Regions from separate parts of the Sus scrofa genome. Here region 2 is linked to region 1. A link is a contact called in public HiChIP or PLAC-seq data. All regions are on one chromosome and are shown on one strand. The core of a region is the stretch at or near the end of the contact, and the rest is flanking DNA. Distances in the headings are between cores, read along the strand shown. Region 1 has its middle 24 kb from the start of SIAH2. Region 2 overlaps MED12L (mediator of RNA polymerase II transcription subunit 12-like protein).

Region 1 (3,493 bases), core at 255-2,754:
GGTTCCCTTTTTCCACACCCTCTCCAGCATTTATTTTTTGTAGACATTTTGATGATGGCCATTCTTACTGGTAGGAGGTGATATCTCATTGTGGCTTTGATTTGCATTTCTCTAATAATTTGTGATATTGATAATCATTTCATGTGCTTTTTGTCCATCCATCTGTCTTTGGAGAAATGTCCATTTAGATTTGCCCATTTTTGGTGGTTTTTTTCCCTAACATAAAGCTGTGTGAGATGTGCATATATTTTGGAGGTGAATTGCTTGTCAGTTGCTTCATTTGTGAAGATTTTCTCCCATTCTATGGGTTGTCTTTGTTTTGTTTATGGTTTCCTTTGCTGTGTAAAAACCTTTAAGTTTAATTAGGTCCTATTTTTTTTTTTTTATTTTCATTACTATAGGAGTGGGTCAAAAAAGATATTGCTCTGATTTATATAGAAGAGCATTCTGTTTATGTTTTCCTCCAGGAGTTCTATAGTATCTGGCTTTACATTTAGATCCTTGATCCATTTGGGTTATTTTTGTTTATGGTATTAGAGAATGTTCTAATTTCATTTTTTTACATGTATCTGCCCAGTTTTTCCAGCACCACTTATCAAAGAGACTGTCTTTTTTCCATTGTATGTTCTTGCCTCCTTTCTCATGGATTAGTTAACTATAGGTGCATGGGCTTATCTCTGGCTTTCCATCCTGTTCCACTGATCTATGTTTCTGTTTTTGTGCCAGTACCATATTGTTTTGATTACTGTAGCTTTGTAGTATAGTCTGAAGTCTAAGAATCTGATTCCTCCAGTTCTGTTTTCTTTTTCAATATTTCTTCAGCTATTCAAGTTCTTTTGTGTTTCCACACAAATTTAAAAATTTTTTGTTCTTGTTCTGTGAAAAATGCCATTGGTAATTTGATAGATTGCATTGAATCTGTAGATTGCCTTGGGTAGTATTGTATATCATTTTGACTGGAATTTTTGATTGGTCACCGAGAGTCATTCGGCATCTCACAATACAGGCTGAAAAACCAGATACTTATTTTCCAGATATCCATTGTAACCAGAGGTAGTGGTATGATCTAGTTTTAGACCCTAAGACTGTAGAAGATGCTTTGGTGGCCTGTCTAGCTCTCCTTGAGTGGGACAATGTACCTGTCCCCCAGCCACTGTGAATTGCCCTCAGCCAGAGGGAGTCTCCTTGCTTGGAAATGACCAGGAGAGTATGCCACACACCCCCAGCAGCCTGCAACCAATGGCTGACCAACACGAGGATTTGAAAGCCAGAACCATTACCTCAATATGAGATAGCTCTGTGGTGGGATCAGGCTGAGGTGAGATTTCAGTTGAACCCACTCTTTGCCTAGCTTTTCTTCTCTACTTTCTTTTCTGTCTAAGAGTTTTACTGAAAACACTCCCTCAGGAAGTCACTTGCACAAGAACTCCCATTTCAGCCTCTAGAGAACCCAGCCTATGACACACAGGAGCAGAAGTCAGTGGGAGTGCTTTTCTCGGAAAGCATTTGCTTTCATGACTGAAAAAAGAGAAAGGGGAACATGTGTAGTGGGCGAGGCTTCTTGCCTTGAACACTGCTTTGATGTCTGGAACTAGAACTCCCTTCTTGTGGCTAAGAGGTAATAGACATAAAAGAAAGTCTAAGAGCGTCCTAGAGCCAGTGCCAGCCGTTCCTACCTCCAGACTTGTGAGAAAAATAAATCCTATTTTCTTAAGTCACTTTAGACCTAGTGTTTCTGTTATTTGGAACTGAACACATTATTAGTACCTGACAGAGTTGTTGTGAGAATGCAATGAGAAAATAAGGGGCCCAGCATACATGCAAATATCATAATTTTCTTTCCTCCCATTTCTTCCCAAATTCATTTTCCTGGTTGGAGTATATGGAAAGCTAAATGAGATTACACAATAGCTTTGTATGTTATACATCAAAATTAACCTTTTCTGAGTGACTTACATTTTTGAACCAATGCCCTGATTGAGAGAAGGATAACTAAATAATAGGAAGGAACAATGCATTGTGTCTCTTCTTTTTACATTTCAGCAGTGGATAGTCGTGTGTGGGGAGGGTTGATCTACCTCATTGCTTTAATATCTCCTAAAGATGCAAGAAAAAATACCTTTACATGTTATAAAATGTTATCATTTCAGGTTCATATTGGTTAACCTTCAAGTTTATAGTAATAGCACCAATATTTGTACCTAAGTAGAAGAGTAGAGTTTAATGGCTTCGGTGTCAGGAATAGTGGCACCTTTATTTGAATTGCAGTCTCATGTATGTATCACAGCATCTCTTTGTTTTTTTGGGCCGCTATTCATGCTCTGTGCATATGTGTCATATTATTTATGGATATAAAGCTTGTCCTTGGAGTAATGAATCTCCTGGTGACAGGGACATATTGTTTGAAATACACCGAATGCCTTAGGTTTACATGCTGTTAAATAATGCAGTTCAACCTGACTCAGCAAATCTTTATAGAATGTCCACTGTGTGCTGGGCACCGTGAGGCCTGTGGCCATGCATCAGACTTGGTCAGCCTCTTTGGAAGCAAGATCTGTGGGGTAGCAGTTGTATGTATATACAGCACACTTGGATACAGGGTTTGTGCTGCAAAAAATGAGGCTAACAAGGTTCTTTGAAATTTTGAGGGAGGGAAGGAGAGATTCATTTCACTTTGGGGGGTTGAATAAAGACATCTAGATGTCAAGGAGAAAAGCAAATGATCTCTATGCTTATTTTTCTTTCATCTAGTTATGTCTTATGATTGTTAAAGTATAAAATCTTTTCATGTAGTCTAACTTAAATAAATCCTTACACCACAACCACAGGGTGAGTTTGTCATGTAAATTTATTCATAAAGGGGTAAACTGAGGCTCAGCAAATTTTCAGGCGCTCATGTAGCTTTGAATGATAAAGAACCCAGGTATTCTAACTCCAGCTTTGGTTCTTTCTCTGTAGACCAGTGGGTTTATTTTTCAATTTTTTAAAAAAATTAAACTATAGTTGATTTACAGTGTTGTGCCAATTTCTGCTGTACAGTGTAAATCAGTGGTTTTTACCATCCACATCAGTACTTCTCCAACTGAGGCTGTACGTTAGAATCTCCTGGGAGGTTTTAAAAATCCCCCAGGCCCACACTGTACTCAGGCCAATTAAATGAGGCTGTCTAGTAGGGGGGAACTCTGGCCTCAGTGGGTTTTTTTAATCAGTTAATAAACTAATTATTTTTAAGTTGTGGATACAACAAACTTTATCATCTCAACCATTTTTTTTTTTTTGCCCGCACCTGTGGAGTGCCAAAGTTCCCAGGCCAGGGATTGAACCTGAGCCACTGCAGAGCCACTGCAGTGACAATGCAAGGTCCTTAACCCACTGAGCCACAAGGGAACTCCTGAATAACCAGTTTTGAGTCTAACATTCAGTGGCATAAAGCATATTACTGTGCTACCATCCCCATTATCCATCTGCAGAATTCTTCATCTTGCAGAATTGA
Region 2 (3,493 bases), core at 333-2,832, 470 kb after region 1:
AAAGTATAACCTGGTATTAAAACATGGAATGCAGATGCAGACATGCCTTTTTGTGTTTCTCTATGTAAAGCATTAAATACTGCCAAATTCTGTGCATTGATTTAGAGTAGTTGAGGAGGGTGGCAGGAATTATGGCATTACAACGTAATTAGTCACTGTATTGTAAAAAAGTGCTTTATTTTTATTTTTTTTAATCTCTTAAAATGAGTGACAGGCGCAGGAATTCATTAGCAGTTGTATGTGTACCTTTATTGGACAATTATAATTGAAGAAACATGTTTGGTACAATATCTCCACCTTCTGGAAGGTTGGCAGAAGTAACCGTTTATAAAAAGAATTGTATGTACGATATTTACATATTTTGTAGCCGGCTAAGAAAACCTCACTTTGGGATAGACTCTAATATTCTGTCTTAAGTTGAATAGCTAATCTCAATTAGTTGAACTGCTCAAAGAGGTCTTCTGTGTTGCTAGTATTAGGGTGGATTTATCCTTAAGAATCAGAAGGAATGAATTTTAGTTGATATCAGCAAAGAGTCAAAATTGAGAACTTTAACAGTTGTAAAAATAAAGTCTCAGTGCATTTTTTTCTCCTCTTTGTATATGTTTTGGAAGGATGCTTATGAATCAGAAGGCATTTCCTTTTATCCCTCCAAGTCTCCAAAATGTATCCTTTCTCGTTATCTCATCCTGCTCTCATCTGTTCTTAGGACTCACCTCAGCTGTCCTCATCCTCATATCTTGGCCTTGTCCAGATTCTTCCCACGTGGCATGTGTTTTTATATCAGTCCCAGCTGGAATGGGCAGTAGCTATCTTGGTTGCTTGTTTTGGTATCCCCAGTGTCCCACTCCTATAGCAGGCCCTCAGAAGTGTTTGTTGAATGAAACTGTATTACTTAAATAGGGAAGAGGCAGGGACTGTCCTCTAACTGTATGCTCTGGTCCTGTAGCTAAAGCTAAGTGAGATGATGGAATTAATCTGAAAACAAAGATTATAATTTTTAACATATCATTATCCCGGTGCCATCAAATTTGTTTAAACATCTGTATCTGCACACGTTTAAGCTCCTTTTGTAGGTTTCCGGACCCCTGACCTGCATAATGATTCATTCTAAGCAAGATCCCTTGGAGAATAGCACACTGCTTTATAAGATGGTTTCTTTGCTTAGCACTGATGGCTCAGCTTTTTAGTAAATCATTAGAACAAGTTAGGGAAATGAGCCTTGAGAAGTTTTGAGCTGGAATGAGACTTAATGTAGAGAATGAATACTTCCTTTTTACTATGTTGATGAAAATCATCAATAAGCAGTCTGTAATAGGAATAGGAAAGAGATTTGAGTGAAACTGAGGACTGTAGCCTGGGAGACAGCCTCTCACATAACTCTGAGGAACTGCTCTAGAGACATGGTTTTCAGCACAGTTTTGTATCTTGTCAGAACAAAGAACATGAAACAACTCAGGGATCCATTCCTTGACTTTCAAAAGGAAGAAACACACACACACACACACACACACACACCACACACACACACACACACACGCACACACACACACACACACACACACAGCTTAGCACATACACAGTGAGTCAGTATAATCTTGGCACCTGGGATTCTTTTCATCAAAGCAGTACCAGCATGGATATCCCAGGAAAGATGGCATTTAATCTTTATTTTTAACATGGGCTTTCTTTACTTCGGGTCAGTGTGCCCTTTTCTTTAATAATTAAAGCAGATGTGCAATGTATGATCGATAGGCCAGAAACAGGCCATTCGAGTTAGCATAAAATTCAAGTCAAGCCAGAATGTATAAGCAAGAATGATTTCCCCAAGCCTCAATATGTGAACGTTTCCTTTACCAATTAGATAAACTTTCCCAGAGTTGTTTTGATAAACAGCTGTCACTTGGGGCTGTGCGATGTGTGGGCAGAACAGGCTCTAGCAAGTCCAGGGGAAGGTTCTGTGGTATGAGACTTCAGGGAACTTATCTGAGGTTAACTGCAGTCACAGGAAATGCCGTGGGTGATCTCATGCAGTTTCTTTTTCTTTTTCAGTCTTTTTTTTTTTTTTTTTAAACCAGGGAATAAACCACACCTTAAATTTGTAGATTCAGACAAGGTCTTCTTCTCTTTCCAGCAAGCTGCTATCAGCCAAGCACACTTTGTGTGTACTTCTGGTTTGTGGGAGGGTGGTGTGGTTATTTTTGGCAATTTAATTTCCTTGGTGACTCGATTGAGACTTTTTTCATGTGGTTATAGGCAATTAGTGCTATGGAGAGCTGCATATCTCTTTAGTTAATATTTGGAGCACAGCGGTGTTTCTTAGGCTGTTTTGCATGACCAGTGGGTATAATCAGAATGAAGAATCAATGAGGCCAAGTTTTGGTGCTTAGTCTTTGAATGGGCTGTTTAGGGAGCAGCTGTGCATGTTGCCTTGTCAGATTCTCCTGGCGTGGGTTGAATGAGGACATGTGATCACGCCTATTCGGATCCCAGATTCTACTCCTCCTTAGGGAGCCTGGTAGATTGCCTGTAGGGGCAATTATCCTACCTGAGCTGTAGTTCTTTGACACCAGGAATGTCAGTTAGCCTGTTTGTTTTGTTGTCTCCAGAGAGGCCTGTGTGTGGGAAGAGTGAATGCAGCCTCCCTCTCTAAAATCCCATTGATATCTGACCAGTCATAAATTTTGTACTTAGTCATTAATAGTGTGACAAAAGATTCGTGATGGTTTTGCTGTGGAGAAGAGAGAGAATTTAAATTAGAATTTAGATTATATATTCCTTTAGGAAGCCAAGGCAAATAAAAAAGACTCCACTGGGGGTCTTTTGGCAAGAAACAAAACCACCGGCAACAAGCACTAGCCTGGAAACCACTATCCACACTCCAGGAAACATCTGTTAAGAGATTTTTGTTTAATAGCTGCTAATCTGACATCCAGGGGCTCACAGTTTGTGTTAGTAAACTGGATGAAAAAACTTCACAGTAGGGCTTCTCATTGATGAAATGGCTGGATTCCTTGAGTCCTTTGTCCTTGTCCTAAGTTGCTTGTTTAACTGGTATGACACGCAGTCCTATCATAGACATGAATTTTCAGGTGTGTTATGAGTCCAGGTTTGACCACACTGTCTCAGTTTACACCTGTGCCAGCTCAGCAAGTGACACTGATCCAGGTTTTGATCATGAATCATATGCTCTTCTGAATTAAAATGACCAAATATACATGATTGATGGGCTTAATGTTCTCTTAGTAGTGAGCATGACCTTTCATGTGAAGTAAAGAAATTATTGAGGCTTCAATGAAGAGTGCCTCTCAACTTCAACCCCAGCTTTGCAGTGGTGAAATAGTTTGTGATCGTGGCATTTGGTAGCATAAATAATTAGCAGGGCTTTTGGTTGTATCACTAATACCTTGAGGTGTCTGTTTCATTTCGATATTGAGTAACAATTAAAACCAAAGCTTCTGGAGCCAGGTGGCCAGTGTTTGGATCCCAGCAA

What was found. HiChIP or PLAC-seq counts read pairs in DNA pulled down with a chosen protein or histone mark.
Region 2: a contact with region 1 is called in an H3K27ac HiChIP or PLAC-seq map of alveolar macrophages. The contact joins two enhancer-like sites. A contact is called at or near these places in 1 of 47 Hi-C or Micro-C datasets (embryonic fibroblasts) and 1 of 2 datasets of contacts at active chromatin or transcription factors (alveolar macrophages).

Annotation. Positions count from the first base shown.
Region 1 is chr13:90,993,612-90,997,104 of Sscrofa11.1, forward strand. No RefSeq gene overlaps it. Among named protein-coding and RNA genes, the nearest start is that of SIAH2, 24 kb to the left of the region's middle. Within about 2 kb of position 1,505, at least 3 of the 83 cell types and tissues checked have an H3K27ac peak or open chromatin away from gene starts, as enhancers often do. A contact at or near this core is called in alveolar macrophages, where this site is marked.
Region 2 is chr13:91,462,844-91,466,336 of Sscrofa11.1, forward strand. The region is part of intron 16 of MED12L (mediator of RNA polymerase II transcription subunit 12-like protein); the gene reads left to right. Among named protein-coding and RNA genes, the nearest start is that of P2RY14, 11 kb to the left of the region's middle. Within about 2 kb of position 1,583, at least 26 of the 83 cell types and tissues checked have an H3K27ac peak or open chromatin away from gene starts, as enhancers often do. A contact at or near this core is called in alveolar macrophages, where this site is marked.